Regions from separate parts of the Mus musculus genome. Here all the other regions are linked to region 4. A link is a contact called in public HiChIP or PLAC-seq and promoter capture Hi-C data. All regions are on one chromosome and are shown on one strand. The core of a region is the stretch at or near the end of the contact, and the rest is flanking DNA. Distances in the headings are between cores, read along the strand shown. Region 1 holds the start of A930028N01Rik (a long non-coding RNA gene). Region 2 overlaps Blnk (B cell linker). Region 3 overlaps Blnk (B cell linker). Region 4 holds the start of Tctn3 (tectonic family member 3).

Region 1 (3,979 bases), core at 328-2,827, 320 kb before region 4:
AGTTAACAGAATCTGAACCCAGGTCTTCTGTCTCCAGCCCCACTGTTCATCCCAATACTCTGTCCTTGCTGATGAAAAATGTTGGGTTGCAAAATCCATATTAGGTCCCTTCTGAAGATAACTGAGGTGTGCAAGGAAGATACTCAGCCCAACACCCTTCCTTCAGCCAGGACACCGCCTTCATTGGAGAACTGGTGTCCCTTCCCACCGGCTGGAGATAGAAGCACTCCTAGAGGAATCTCACTGCAAATTTATTCTCAACCTCTCCTTCTTTCTCTTCGTCTATCTTTCTCTCCTCTCTCTTTTTTTTCTCTTGAAACAGTCTTGCTGTACAGCTCAAGATTCATTAAGACATCAGGACTAATTTAATAGGTTTTTCTTTACTTTTTCAATGCGGCCTGTCTAAAGTTTTCAGTTTTACACTTGGCACACCTACTGTTTCTATGGGGCTGCAGTATGCTCTGTGGCCTTTAGCTTCCTGATAAGACTTTCTTTTGTAAAGAACTCCACAGGGAGGCCTGGCTTCTGGGAGGACAGAGCATTTTCTAAGAGGTTGGTAAGTGTGCGTGAAGTCTGTGGTACTCAGAGACAAACCCAGGCCTCATGCTTTAAACAAATGTTCTACCACTGAGCCTTGCAGAACCCTCCTTTGTTTTATTATTTGAGCTGGTTGCTTTTCTTCAAGTTATTAGAAGCCTAGAATAACTACAATGATGTGAGGAACATCCACACATGTGCTCGAACTTTATGGTGGAGACCTAGTCATGTTCGTGTTCTCCACTCCTGTCCACCCCCCACCCTGGTAGTTTTTTTTTTTTTTTTGAGACAGGACTTCTATATATATCCCTGGCTGTCCTGGAACTCGTTCTATAGAATCGGCCGCCTGCCTCTACCTCCCAAGTGCTGGATTAAAGGCATGAACTACCACTGTCCAGACCTTGTGTTGTTTCTTGAGAGTTTTAAAGGTGGAATCTTTAAATATTAAAGACATATACACAATAGAAATATAAACGGAACCCAATTAACAGCAGTGACAAATGTGGCACTGCGGTCTGACATAGACTCTGGCATATCTTGGCTTTAGGTTCTACTCAGTGACATTCATACGACCTTGAGATGAGTGGCCCAGCATTCCTAGGGGCTGGAAGATTGCTTTTTACATGTCTCATCATTCTTAGTCCTTCTTCCAATACACTACTAGGAAGAAAAGCATGATGGGATTCTTACCAACAAACCATCCATCGTCACATTTTTCCATGACATCAACAATATCTCCATCTCGGAGTTCCAACTCATCATCGTTCTGTGGCACATAACTATATAACGCTTGGTAGCTACACCTACAAACCAGAGGAAGGACCAGTGAGTGGCTCAGCTGCCGACAGAATCTGATGCCCATCTACAAATCCCAACACTGTAAACCCAGCATCGATGTAATGTTTCCCACTTAATGTTGAAAGCATTTTATTGACTAGTGCTCTAGCATTGAAGAAATGCATTAAATCAATTAAGGCCAACAGGGGTTGGGGGACTTCTGATGATCAAGTAATGGTTAAACTTAGTTGTTTTTTTTTTCCTCATTACCATGGGAAACCTTTATTGTCTACAGCCTCTCCCTAGCCTCTATCCACTTTACTACCTTTAAAGTTAACCACGCCCCTTTTTATAATAGGATAATATAGGTAGATAATTAAGAATAATAAGCAGTTATTTAGTTCCAGGATTATTAAATTCTGGCAATCAATGTTAGAGAACAAAAAGCAATTGTACAAACGGGATAGATTATGCACAGGCAGAAAATTGTACATTCCCGGTTAAATGTATTGGCTCATGTTTGTGTTCTTAGCATGTAGGAAGCTGAGGTAGGAAGACGTCACTGAGTCTAAGGCCACTCTGTGCTGCACATTGAGCTCCTGGCTTACAGAGTAAGACCCAGACGGGTCAAGGACACCACAAGCAAACCCTTAGGGGCTCACTGAGACCGAAACAATAGTCAGGGAGTCTGCATAGGTCTAACCTAGGCCCTCTGCATATATTCTGTAGTTGTGCAGCTCAGTGTTGTGTGGGACTCCTAATAGAGGGAGCAGCAGCTACTTCTGACACTTTTTCCTGTTTTGTGACCCAGGGGTGGGGAGAGGGACTGGGAAAAGAGGAGGCAGGGAAAACTGGTGTCTGGATAAAATATGAGAGAACAAATTAATAAAAATATCAAAACCCCTCAGAGCAATACTAATTAAAACTAAGATAGCACATTCCCATTGTCTCACTGTGTGGGGGCCCTCTTCCGAACAGCCCGAAAACTCACTGCTTCTGCTCCACCCAAGGATAGCTGCAGATAAGGTTTTGTTGACTTGCTCTTTGGCCTAGGACATCTGGTCTGTGCTGCTCTGTGCTCTGATAACAGTGAGGCTCATTGTGAAACTGGCATCAGCTTCAGCAGCAAGGGAGAGCTTTGTTTTCATTCTCCTCTTACCAAATGCTTCTGGGGCATCTAATGTGCACCACCAATGTCACAATTCATTTTAAAACACCACGGTAGCACCAGCATTTTGTAAATGTGCCAATCAAATGCCATTTCCAATAATGCCAGTGAATTCCAATGTGGAGTAAGAGAGATTAGACAGCACATGGCGCTGGCTTAAAGCACTAACAGGCTTGTACTGACTGTCACACACAGGATCCTGTTTTCACCACTTGTCCCAGTGTGTTGAGATCTTGGTGGAAGGATCTGGGTGTGAGTGGGAAGGTCTCGTAACGAGGAATGGGAGAGATGAAGATAGCTTTCAAGTTGGTAAGTGAATACCTTGTCTCCTGTTTCTGTATTTATTTCTTACCTAGCTTGGATTCCTACCGCTGGATGTGTAATACATGTATGTCCTCACTAGCTTCTGAAACTGCCCGTCCCCTTAATTTCCACTATAACTGCTTTGCTAGAGAATGTTCTTTAAAATAACTCTGCTTGTCTGTCTGCAAACCGTGGAGAAAGACCAGAGAAAATATGTACCCTTTTGGCCTTAGTTCTAAAGGTCCCCTGTGGCTCGGAGGTCCCCAGCTGAGTTCTTCTGCTGGTTCTAGTACCCTACTCTCAACAGAGTGTCTCGTATTCTGTCCCCTATTTTCTACAAGACCTTAATCTTCCTCCCCTCCAGACCCGAGTCTGTCTCTCCTTGTTGTCCTGTCCCTGTTACTGTGTGCAAGGACCCCTCTCTCCTGGTCTCTAAGAGGCAGGCAACACTGCTGGCCAGATGCAACAAGCTCTGTTCTATAAAAGTGAGCATTCCTAGACCTGTGCCTGTCTTGCTGCTCTATTTTATCCTCCTTCACTGACTCTTTCTCTTTACCCCGACTCTCTGTTGGGAATCTTATGCATTTCCATGGTTACATAAAGTCACTCTGTTCTAGCTAAGGGTACCATGACTGACTTCATTTTTCCTAACCAACATCATCTTTGTCCCTCCTTTCTGAATCCCACGCTCCATCTGCTCCTTAGAACAGGCACAATCACCATACAACTCAGTTTAAAAGCCTTCAGTGGCTTCCTGGTGCCTGCAGAATAAAATCCAAACCTATCTCAGCTGCAGTCTAGAACCTGGTCTCACCCTGACATCTTAACTTTCATCTCTAACCTCACCTCCATGAACCATGTGCTGGCCACACAAACCTTCAGGGTCTCCAAACTACCCACTCTATCGATGCCCTTTCTGTCAGAGCTTGGTTCAACTCACTTTACTTCTTCTAGGAACAGGGTTTTCTCCTATGTGTATAAACCACAGGACGTATCCAAAAAATGTTTTGAATGAATGAGTGAATGAATCAACTCTGTTCACTCATTTCAGCTCAGAAGCAAGCGCTCCTTTCTTTCTGTTCTCCGCAGCATTGATATTGAAACTGGTTGGCACAGCTCTCATTTTCCCTAATATGGTCATTAACTCTTTACCCATCTCTCTCTTCCAGGAGTCCATGACCTCTTTAATTTACC
Region 2 (3,868 bases), core at 781-3,280, 350 kb after region 4:
TAACACCTCCAGTGGGGAAGTGCATGGGGCAGGGCTTAAGGCATGCTACTATGGACACTGAGGGCGTAGCTCACATAGGAGCTCTACACCTATATAACCTTGGCACCATTTGCTCCATGCCTGCAGTCTCCTCTTGCCCTATACAGTGAAGATGCATCCCTGTTCCATAAGGCTGACAGGGATAAGAAGCTATAACGATAAAGTGCTGCCCTGCAATATATAGAAAATAGCAAGAGTATGCTACCTAGCTCAGTGCTCAGAGCCGAGAGCATGGTTCTGACCAGAGTAAGGGCTCAACAGACTAATTGTGGAACAAAGAACTAGCATCAACTGGTACCCTGTGGAGAGAGGCTGTTGACAACAGTGAGGATAATCTTGCCGCACACACGCAAACACTACCCTGGTTATGAACACACTCAATATCCCTGCCTTCAGGGAATCTCCTGGTCCCTTGCTATGATGAGAACAGAAATGATTTTACCGTTCCTCCTGAGACCTTATACAAGCTAGGTAAGAACTCTACCACTGAGCAACACTCAACAGCCTGGATTTTGTCTCTTTGTTTATGTTCTGGGTTTTAACTTTTTATTTTGAGGTGTGGTCTTGTTAAATTGCCCAGCCTTCAGACTTGGGATCCTACCGCCTCATCCTCACCCACCAGCTAGGATTATAGACCTGTGCTACCATGCTAGACTTCTTGATGGACCACCAGAGGCATGCCTCAAAGCCAGATTGTGCAGTGTCGGCTGACCTAAGAGGTTGATTGCAGGCCCAGGGCTCACCGACCACCCCCCCCCACACACACACACACACTACCTAGTGGACATCCACAGTTTAGGTGGCCTGTGTGCAAAGCTGTCTGGACCAGAACAAAGAGGGGGCTTTTGTGGTGGACACTTGGGTCCTTGAAGGACACCATTATTCTATGTGGGCTTCTCAGAAGCTCCAGAGTCCTGGATGAAGGAAATCCTAGGAGAAACAGGACTAATGTCTGGGTTGACTTCTTGTGGGGCTATGAGGGCAGGGGTGGGGAGAGCAATTCTTAGGGTACATTTTTTTATCAGTTCAGATAATCTGTTCAATGCTCCCTCCCCCGCCCCCCCGTCCCCCCCCCCCCACCCCACTGTGCACCTGCCTGCTCCTGTACTGCTGCTCCGAAGGGAGAGTGGAGACAGACAGGGGACCCTCAGGCAGCAGCTGTTTGCCCATCTCCCCCATCCTGTGGTCCCAGCGTCCACAGCGACCTCACCTACATACTCGCCCCTCGTGAAGGGCAGGGCTGGATGGACCACCCGTGTCTGCTGCTCAGCGGGAGGCGGTTCATAGGAATCGTCGCCCGTCTCCTCGGCAGGCATCACATACATCTCGGAGTCCGAATGTTCATCTGGATTTTCATAGTCACTGTCCTGCAAATGTAAGCATCGTGCTTGGTACCCTGCAGGTGCTGTCTAGTGAGCGGATCCCACCTTAGGAGGCAGGAGGGGTTCCAGCGGAGGCAGAGGACAGGAAGTGGAGGTTGATGGAGACTGATGGAGACTGTCTGTTTCTGCCTGCTTCACCCAGCTCCTGCCATGATCACACAGGACTTTCCAGTGCAGAGACAGACACTTGTCTCCTTTCTGTTGGGATGTTATAACGGGGTTCCTCTGTCGGGCATAAAGGCTTTAGGAACAAGCCTGTGTTTCATACTATCTGCAGCGGAGACCCACCAAAGTAAAAATAACCGCTAGGGGAATTTAACCAATCCTTGTTAATCTTGGCTGTTTAACTTCAGGGTAGGTCGATCCCTATTCTCCGGGTTAATTTTTACTTTGTACTCCTCGACCTATACCTTCTCTGTAAAGATTACTTCTTTTATTTCTTGAGATTATAATATAATTAGACCGTTTCCCCTCCCCCTTCTCTCTTCAAACCCTCCCATATACCTATCCTTTGCTGTCTTTCAAATTCTTAATTCAGCCAGCAAGCTGTCTTCTCCCTCCCAGCCGCAGATGTGATCTTGCGCTGAAGCCAGCAGGGGGCGCACCCCCGACACTCTGGTTTCCGCTACACTGGGTTCTAGGGGGAACTTCATGCCCCAGTGACCCGCAATGAGATCACCCTTCCCCTTATTTTTCTTTTCTTTTTCTGCGGTTGAAGGAGGAGGAACTGCTGTCCTAAAGACCACATCCAGGTGGTGAACACAGATTCGATTCTAGACACTGGCCTGGAAGTCTTCATTCTGCGTCGTCCCCGTGAGGGACAGTGGAAATGTCAGTCTGTCCTCCTGACCTCCGCTTCCTTATAAATGAGGTGGGGGTGTGTTTAGGGTTCCTCACAGATCGAAACTCAGATCAGAGCACATTGTGGAAGGTACATTGTGGATGGATACAACAATGTTGAAGAAAACTTTAGACTCAGCTCCCATCATAGTGACCTGCCAGGGTCACTATGGCTAGGTCCCTCTTTCTCACTCCGTGACCTAGGAAGCACAGCTGATGTTCTTTTGGTCCTAACAGGTACCCTGGTAGCTGACAGCCTGGTTCTGAGACCCAGGTTTGAGTTTGGAAACTCTAAGTTAATGAAATGCTCCTTTCTGGTTCTAGCCAGAACTCTGTTAGAAAATAGAGTTTTGCTTGCTTAGTAGCCTGGCCTCAAACACTCCAAGTAACCCAGACTGGCCTTAAACTCTCAAGTCTTCCTGCCTCAGCCTCCCAAGTACTGAGATTAGATGTGAGTACCAGCTCTGGCGTTAACTCTTTGTTTTGGCGGCTCTCCTGCCTGGTGTCAGAGAGTAAGAGAGCACTGGGCAGCTTAGGTCAGAAGTATGCCTATTAGTACAGAGTATTTAAATGCATGTGTTACTTCTGGTTTTGTGAGTCTGTGAGCTCAAAGAATGGGGTAATCTATCTACCTCCCAGGGCCATGGTAGAATAGAGAAAGGTTATATGTAAAAGCGTTCAGCCTGACTTTTGATGAGCACTGGGTCAAGTGAGCTCTCAGCGAGGTCACTGCCACCTACCAAGAGGAGGCTCTTCAGCCCTTCTGAGACCCACCCCCCATCCCCGTGTTGCTCAGCTAGCCTTCAGAGTGTGGTTCAGAAAGAAGCCATTGAAGAGGTCTCCTCGAAAGGCTGGTACCCTCCTGATCCCAGGAGCAAACACTCACGAAGTCATCTGACCACTGCTCCTCTTCATCTGCAGGGCTGTCTGTAACAGGAGAGGGACACAGAGCAAAAAGCATGAATCCAGCTGGCCAGCTCTGGCTGACCCACAGGCACATGTACTGTCTGTCCTTAGCCCCCTGAGCTGACTGCCCACGGGCGCCAAAACTGGCTGCTTTTCTGTGGGCCTTGAACAGTAATTACAGCCATATTGTCATTTTTTTTCATCTCTTTCTCAGAAAGCTTAACCTAAAGCACAAAAGATAAGTCCCGCAGGAGCAGAACAGTGGGGCCCTTTACCTAGGCCTGCCTTTGTCAAGGGACATTTCTGGACATTTGCCCATTTTTTTTTTTTTTTTTTTGCTTTGATAAAGTCCATAACTGTCAGGTCCAAAAGGCACCCCACCCCCCTCCCAAAGGGTAGGCCCACTGGCTCAGTCCAAAACTGAGTCTAGGCCCAGCTCAATCTGGACTCTAGGGGGGATTTCTGGTGGTTAGATAAGAGCCAGGAATTCTTAGGAACTTGTAAAACTGGTTCACATTTGCTAAAATGGAAACTTTTTTCCTTACCTCTGGCAGAAGGGACAATGGCTCTCTACTGACATGCACCTGTGGCTGCAGGCCCAGACTAACCCCCAGATTTCCACAATCCTTGTTCCCAATTACTTGTTTCATATGTGTGTGTGTGTGTGTGTGTGTGTGTGTGTGTGTGTGTGTGTGTGTATC
Region 3 (3,723 bases), core at 596-3,095, 320 kb after region 4:
TTACGAGTTCAAGGCCAGCCTGGACTAGGGAGTGTTGTTAGGCCCACCTAGGCTACATATTATGCCCGTGTCTCAAAATAAGGAAATAAAGAAACAGAGAAATAGCGGCTACTAACCTCTTCACCATTTTTCTTCTTTCCCAAAGCATACTGTTTGGTTGCTTCAATAAACCGTACAGGAATATTATACACTCGCTTGTTAAAGAACGCAACTAGGGTGTACGGCTGCTTGGAATCATGGCCAGAGCTCTTCCGAATAAGAAACGATCCATCCTGTTTAGGCAGAATGATAGTATTAGTTATAGTTCCTTAAGCTAGATTCAGTTTGTGAAGAGTATTTTATCACTTTCAGATAGTATTTAGCTCCATGGTTTTGTTCTTGATTAGAATTTGTTGTATTATTTTCCATGAATAATACTGTTTATTAAAACGGATACTCAGACAAACTTGAGTGAAGCCAGTACTAGCATGTAATGTGCCGACTGAGGCATTGTGCTTGCTGGGATTTAGAAACATAAAAGGACACGGTAAGATCACTGACGAGAGTCTTTCGAGTTAGAGCCCATGTTTATAAGTTCCTTAAGTAAAAATCTAGACAGTAGGAAGGCAGAGGCTGGAAATTCAAGCTTTTAGCTTAAGAAAACGTTCCCCTCAATAGATTTATTTTAAGGTAGAAAAACTATTTAAAAAATTCAACGTGTATTAAATATTTTATTAAAATAGCTTAGAATCATACATTTAAAAAATTATAGCAAAACATGACCTAAAAGATAGGAAGAAGAAATGCAAAACTGGTGTTCAGCCTTAGGAAGGAATTTGAAAAGACAAAAAAGACCTATTATTTATTCCTCAGAAACAAAGGAATAAAATTTACGAGGTTTCCATAGACTAAGTAAGGTCTAATAGATTTCATGTGTGACCCAAAGTAAGCCAACGGAGACAGCCACAGCGTTTAAAAATGGACTGCAGTGTCGTGGGCCAGACTGTGATGACCACCCAAGAGTCACAGAGGCCTGAGGACAACAACTCTGAAAACCTTGCGGCTGACTGTCCTGGCTCCAAAGGCGGCGGACGGAGTCAACCAAGGCTCACCGTAACAGTGACAGCAAAGCTGGAACCTCACCGACCTCTGGGAAGCCCTGACCATTTAAGCACAAGCCCGATAGCCCTTCCCTGGGGGACTAGCTAAGGAGGTCGACAGGGGTTGGTTCAAAACACAAGCCTCTAGGATTGTGAGTCATAAGAAAGTAAGGATGTGATTGGCCCATTCAAACAGGTTGTTATTGCTCCAAAACACACCCTCTCCCCAACCCAGTCTCTCTCTAGGGCCACCTTTCCTGCACTGGGCCCCATACAAGGGAGATCTACTTTTTCCCTAACCAGAATGAGCTGGACAAGAAAGAAGCAAAAACCGAGGAAAACTTTAACTTGTTGGAGGCAGCCTTAGAAGGCCTTCTGATCTACCGACGATTTCCGTCTAGGCAGAGCAAAAAACCCTCAGCAGCTGATTGGTGACATTTTCCCAGGGATTTGAGGGTTTTTTGTTTGCTTGTTTTTGTTTTGTTTTTTAAATGGGAGAACAGAGGAAGTGAAAAGGAAACTTTAATCTTCCACTGTCCCATCTGTCCCCAGTGTTGAGCTCTCAAAAAAATGTTTCTAGGTCTATCTTCTGCCTTTATCTATATCCTAAGTCCCGTGAGTTGGTTCAAAATAGCCTGTCCTCTCTTCCCTTGCTCCTCAGAGCCTGGGCTCCGGCTGCATCAGGTCTCCCCAGACCTCCCTGCCTCCTACTTCTCTCTATTGTTTGAGGGTAGTGGGCCCCCTGGAGCCTTGAATTGAAAGACAAACAGGAAGGAGATGAAAGAACAAAGCAGCAGGTGCTCTGAAGGCCAAGTACCCGGAACTTGCCCCTGCCCCTAACCCATGCAACTACTAGTTGGCTTAAGTTTTTAGGTGTCCCAACCTTGTTGGATCTGTGCAAGGCCTCTTCAGCAGACTTGCGGTCACAGGCGCCAGCATACCAGGGCTTACCGAGCAGTTCAGCCTCCTGGGAGACAGAAGCATTGTGAAACAGGAGATGGTTCTCAAAGGAAATGAAAATTTAACCTATGTGCTTAAGTGGCCCATTTTGCAAAACCAAAGACGGGAACAATAATCAACATCTTTACCAGTAATGTCAAAATGAGTTTGTTTCGCGCTTCCTTTGAACAACCACAGAGATTATGTGGCTAGCTAGCTCATTCCCATTTGGCCTTAAGCTGTAAATTTAGTCTTAAAACATAAATGGACCTCACTAGATTCCTGAAGCATTTTTCTCCTGAATGAATTATTTACTCTTTTTTTTATTGTGCTAATATTCTCTTTAAAATTTTTTATTTATTTTTATTTTATGTGTATTGGTGTTTTGCCTGCATGTATGTATCAGTGTGGTTGTTTGATCCTGGAGTTACAGTTGTAAGCTGCCATGTAGGTGCTGGGAATTGAACCTGGGTCCTCTAGAAGCGCAGTCAGTGCCCTTAACTGCCGAGCCATCTTCCCAACCGTGTTTTTATTTATTCTTGATGCTTCATAGAGTGCTTCATCATGTCAGTGTGTGTGTGTTTATATGTGCATGGGAGTGGGTGCACCCGTGCACACAAGCACATGTGCAAGTGTGCCACATATCATCACTAGATGCTGCTTCCTCGGGCGCTGTCCTCCTTGCGTTTGAATGAGCATCACTCACTGGGATGGAGCTCAAGGACTAAGCTAGGCTGGCTGCCAGCCCACCCTGGGGATCTCCTGTTTCTGTCTCTCCCGGCTGGGATTAGAAGTACACAGATAGCATCTCACTCCTTTTTTTATTTCATTTTCTTCTATTCTATTTTTTGGGGGGTGGAAATCGGATTCAAATCCTCAATGCAACTTGTTCACGTGTCACCTTCAAGGGCACACAGTGTCCTTTCTGTCTCTTTATGCTGTTCCGTTTGATAGAGGCTTTAACATCCTAAGCCTCCACAGGTCTATTCTGAGGAAATTATAAAGTTTAAATAAATGTGAGAGGACTAACAACAAAAACAACACATTCCCTCATTGTTTTAAAGAAACACTGTTATTTGGGGCGCCTGGAATAGAAACAAGAATAAATGGGGCGAGGTCTCTCTTAGTCACTGAAACAAACAAACAAACAAACAAACAAACACAACAAAACAAAAAAACACAGGACATTCTGCATCCATCGGACCAACTCAGTTAAAATCCAGACTCCATCCTGAGCCATACTCCAAGCTGTCTTCTCAGAAGACATGCCCTTTCCTGAAATCCACTGGAAATAATCCACCGATGTCAAGCTCATGCCCTACCTGGTCTGCAAACGTCGAATTAAATGGGAAGCTGTGGAACGGTCCATCTGCAGCTGGGCTCCCCGCTTCTGGGAACCCTGGAAGAGATTTGAAAACTCCATGAATCTTCAGTCGTTTCTGTGCAGGTACAGTGCCTCACTACTGCAGGAGCTCTCAGGGCCACACACAGAGCTGAAAACTCCTCAGGACTGCTCAGAGCGGGGCTTCAGGACCCCTTTAAATCCTCAAGATCCTTCCAGATGTTTGAGAGGTCTTTGTTGTTGGCAAATCTCATCTTTGAAAAGCCTAAGTTTTCCTCACCTATTGCAACAAGCATAGCAATAGACTGTTGGCTCCAGAATTTAAAAATTCTGCCAAGGTGGACCTGGCAATGCAGTCTGTAA
Region 4 (3,944 bases), core at 1,244-3,743:
CTGCATCTCCAGGAGCCGAGGCTTCCGGCTCTGTAGCGTCCTCCAGAAACTGCCCAGAAAGGCTCTTTACCGCCTATCAAATCAGTTACTGCCACCTTTGTATGCAAAAGTTAAAGTGAACTGGAGAAGGAAGATGAGCTCAGAGAGTCAACAGCTATGGACTCTTTTCATAGCTTTTCTCAGGAAGAGAGAGCCACAGCCAGTTGTGAGCTGCCATGTGGGTGCTGGGAATTGAGCCTGGGTCCTCTGGAAGAACAGCCAGTGCTCTCAGGGGTCAAGCCATCTCTCTAGCCCCACAGATGACCACTTGCCCCCCTCATTTCAGTATAGGTGTATTGGTTGAAGTAGTGATAAGAACAGAATACAGACATACAAGCTAAGGCTATATTCATATACACAAGTATATTATTCATATGTGACTTCATATATAAGTATATAAATATTCTTGTTGGTGTCCACCAACTGTACCATCAGCCAACAATTTAGAGGTAGTTACACTCTGATATAACTGTGGACGTGAAAAACCTACAGACCATCTCATCCATCCCCTTAGGAAATTTGGATCCTCTGAGGCAAGGGTAGTTGCAAGGACCTCAGAGTAAGGTAGCAAAACTAGGAGCAGATCCCCAACCCCCAACTTGCTGGTCTGCAGTTTTCCCCCTCCACAGTGCTATAGAGGCCCTCTTAGGAATAGCACACCCTTCACCGCCAGTGATTATTATCAAGACATTTTATCCACTGTGAATAAATATACAGTTTGCTCTTTTCTAAAAAATGATATATTTATTTTTATTTTATGTGTATTGGTGTTTTGCTTAAATATGTCTGTGTGAGCATGACAGATCCCCTGGAGCTGGAGTTACAGCCAGTTGTGAGCTGCCATGTGGGTGCTGGGAATTGAACCTGGGTCCTCTGGAAGAACAGAGAGTGCTCTTAAGTGCTGAGCCATCTCTCTAGCCCCACAGTTTGTCCTTTTAAGGCACTGACAGCTTATCTGGAGGAAATCATAATATTCACATAAACTGACAATCATACAAGGAACTCTACAAATTCTTAAGGAATGACTTAGGACAACGAGTGTCTTAGAACTAACTTCTGAGGATGGGCTCACTTGGGCAGATGACAGAAGATTCTTAGAAGAGCTAAGATGTTCGCAATGAATGGAGAAAAGAGGGCCACTTGAGTCAAGGGGGAAAGCAGATAAAAGTTAGGAAAAATTTAAGGCACAGCTTGAGGACAAAGGACATGAATTCGTCCAAAACAAAAGGGCAGAATAAAATCATGAGAGAAAAGTTTTCGGACAAAGAAAGAGAAAGAAGGACACAAAGAAAGAAATCAATGCAGATTGCCAGGCTAAAGGTGCTGAGCAGTAGTTTAAAGGTGGTAGAGTCTCATGAAATTACTAATGTTCTTATTAACTAAAAGTAAGAGGGTAGTGGTAAGAGGGGTGAGCGACAGGGAATCTAAAAGAAATAAGAGAGCTGGGAATCCCAAAGACAAAGTCACATCTCAATAAACATTCAATGATAAGAGCTGTCAAACTCGTTTCTACTCACAGTTGTTCACACGGACACAAAACTGTGTCGTTCCACTGGAGTCCGTGAAAACTCTGGAAGGGAACGGGGAGTTGCTCCTGAACATAAGAGAGTTGTCCACACATACCCAACTTGAAGATCTGTGAGGAAAGGTGAAGATACTTAAGAGAGAGACATGGAGTACATCTAGGGAAGGGGGCCTTACCCCACCAATGTCTGATGCCAATAAGAGGGGTCTCTGGGCAGAGGTGCAACACTCAGGTTTTGTTTTACTGGATGGCTCAGCATTCCCAGGAAAGCCCAAGGGGACATCCGACCGGGAGACAGCGGGTAGGAAACTCACTCTTACTCCTCCACCGGAGGAGCACCGCAGCTCACCTTACACTACCAGGAAGACAGAAGGAAAAGACTGTTCTGGGATGGAGAAGATCGCAGTCCTTGTCACAGCAGCAGTTTAAATCGCAGGTACCCGGAGTCAAGTCACAGACACAGATCGGTAAAGCTGTAAGTACAAGAAGAAAAGCGAGATGAAGCTCCCCCAAAGTTTTCCCGCGCGGACAGCCCCAGTGCCAGCTACGTGGCAGGGCAATTTTGTCTACACAATTTTAGATCTGAGAAGTCAGTATTTCCATCCCGTATCCCGCCGCATCACCTGGAAAGGGGTCGGTGGTCGCGTTCACGGGCATCGATAGAGTCCAGGGAGTCGGACTCTCAGACGAATCCGGAGGAGCTGAGGTTGGCACTTCGGGCGTCACTGGCTCCAGGCCCCAGGAGGTGGGGAAAGCCCGGGCTGTGGAGGAGGGCTGCGGTCGGGCGGTCTCAGAAAGCATCAGGACCACCAGCAGCAGCAGGTGCAGCTGCAGGGTGCACATAAGGCAGCCTGGCCGCAGAGCGGTGCGACAGGAGCCTGGGTCTCCAGATACGTCCCAGGAGCCCTGGGAAGAAGAGTCGCGTACTTCGTCATCAGCTTCCGTCTGCGCATTGGCTCAGGCGGGAGCCGGGTGCTCTTCAGCCAATGGAAGGCCGTGTTGTTACGACCCTGAGCGTCCTTCATGCTGCTCTCCTCCTTAGCGGCGCGTGGTTCCCGTTACCTGGCAACCGCTGGGAGCCTCGGGGGCGAAGGCGTCTTTGCCTGATCCCGCCGCTAGATGGCAGCTGGCAGAGGGTTGGCGCGCTTTACGGACCTGGAAGAATTGGATGAAGTCATCACTGAGAGGAAGACCAAGAGGCACAAACTGAGATCTTACCAAGGTAAGAGGCCCTTTCTCTGGAAACACCATGAACTCAAGGAGAAAAACATAGAAAGTCACATCCCTTACGTGTGCCGGGAAACTGAGTACCTGATCACAAAGTTTAGGCCAAACTGGCTACTGAGTGAGACTCTGATCCCTAAAACAAAGACAAATGAACAAAGTCCCAATGATGGCATGAGAGATGGCTCAGCTTCTAAGAATATTTGTTTTTGTTTTTGTTTTTTTCAAAGAACTGGGGTTCGCTTCCCAGAACCCACAAGGTGTCTCACAACCATCCGCTGCTCCAGTTCCAGGAGATCCATTGCCTGTGCCATCTTCTGGCCTCAGTGGGCGCCATCTGACACCCGCAGGTGCAAAGACTCAAGCAGGCAAAACACTCCTCTGCATAAAATCTAAAATAAAATTTAAAAATGTCTCCACTTTAATTACTATGGTATTTTTTAAAAAGCATAATAAAACAATGCTTATTTCAACTCCACGAGTTTCTTTATTCCCCGCTCCCTGTCGCCTAGTCACAGTTTCATGTAGCCCAGGCTGACCCTCAAACTCAAGATGTGGTCAAAGATGGCTGAATTTCTGAACCTCCTGGGTCTGGAATTTTAGTCATATAGGCCACCTTCATGCACTCCTGCCAAACACTCTATCAAGTTAAATTTTATTTTATTTTTTAAAAAGTGTTAGTTAGTGCATTATATCAATAAATGTGATCTGTATATTTGTTGCTGGAAAGGGTAGTAAGGGAAGAGGTTCAGGACAAGAAAACAGGATGGAGAAGAGTATGAGGACTTAGAGAAAGTTACAATTTAGAAACATTTTCTGAGGAGAAAGTAAAGATACAGAGATGGAAATAGCCAAGGAACCAAGAAGCAAGCTAGCTGATTGCTCTTTTACGGTTTTATCATTAAGTTCTGAAACACTCTCTAGTATGTGCTTGCTCTTCTCAGGAGTGGCGTGGCCCTTCTGCATGCCTAATAGCACAAACATTCTGTATTTGCACTAATCTGAGACACAGGCAGGCATGGCTATGGCACACATGATAGGCATGCAATGCCTGAGCTGTTAAATATTTAATTTTAAAATTGTGACTCAAGGTTAAATAACCTCAGGTAACTAATAGCCATTGCAATGTGCAGTTGGATTGTGTATGATCAAAATC

What was found. Promoter capture Hi-C pulls out the DNA fragments that hold promoters and counts their contacts. HiChIP or PLAC-seq counts read pairs in DNA pulled down with a chosen protein or histone mark. Capture Hi-C pulls out chosen DNA fragments and counts their contacts.
Region 1: a contact with region 4 is called in a promoter capture Hi-C map of liver. The contact joins the promoter of A930028N01Rik here to the promoter of Tctn3 in region 4. A contact is called at or near these places in 2 of 9 other capture datasets (adipose tissue and liver).
Region 2: an H3K27ac HiChIP or PLAC-seq map of large pre-B cells shows a contact between it and region 4, with 2.6 times the contacts expected there. The contact joins the enhancer-like site here to the promoter of Tctn3 in region 4. A contact is called at or near these places in 2 of 39 promoter capture datasets (the C10 cell line and liver) and 3 of 115 datasets of contacts at active chromatin or transcription factors (the 230-238 cell line and large pre-B cells).
Region 3: a promoter capture Hi-C map of the HPC-7 cell line shows a contact between it and region 4, with 2.7 times the contacts expected there. The contact joins the enhancer-like site here to the promoter of Tctn3 in region 4. A contact is called at or near these places in 4 of 39 promoter capture datasets (the C10 cell line, the HPC-7 cell line, hippocampal neurons and 1 more) and 1 of 484 Hi-C or Micro-C datasets (embryonic stem cells).

The regions. Positions count from the first base shown.
Region 1 is chr19:40,295,305-40,299,283 of GRCm38.p6, forward strand. A930028N01Rik (a long non-coding RNA gene) reads left to right here and starts at 1,578. Exons shown (of 2, transcript XR_386702.4): 1 at 1,578-2,791; 2 at 3,955-3,979. It overlaps Sorbs1 (sorbin and SH3 domain containing 1), which reads right to left. Exons shown (of 29, transcript NM_178362.1): 28 at 1,228-1,340.
Region 2 is chr19:40,961,096-40,964,963 of GRCm38.p6, forward strand. Blnk (B cell linker) reads right to left here. Exons shown (of 17, transcript NM_008528.5): 4 at 3,148-3,188; 5 at 1,250-1,406. Among named protein-coding and RNA genes, the nearest start is that of Blnk, 31 kb to the right of the region's middle. Within about 2 kb of position 2,031, at least 45 of the 459 cell types and tissues checked have an H3K27ac peak or open chromatin away from gene starts, as enhancers often do. A contact at or near this core is called in the 230-238 cell line, where this site is marked.
Region 3 is chr19:40,934,311-40,938,033 of GRCm38.p6, forward strand. Blnk (B cell linker) reads right to left here. Exons shown (of 17, transcript NM_008528.5): 14 at 3,341-3,417; 15 at 1,963-2,046; 16 at 117-272. Among named protein-coding and RNA genes, the nearest start is that of Zfp518a, 41 kb to the left of the region's middle. Within about 2 kb of position 1,846, at least 36 of the 459 cell types and tissues checked have an H3K27ac peak or open chromatin away from gene starts, as enhancers often do. A contact at or near this core is called in the HPC-7 cell line and embryonic stem cells, where this site is marked.
Region 4 is chr19:40,609,738-40,613,681 of GRCm38.p6, forward strand. It overlaps Tctn3 (tectonic family member 3), which reads right to left and starts at 2,494. Exons shown (of 14, transcript NM_026260.3): 1 at 2,188-2,494; 2 at 1,914-2,037; 3 at 1,557-1,675. The coding sequence starts at 2,407. It also overlaps a transcript of Entpd1 not described here.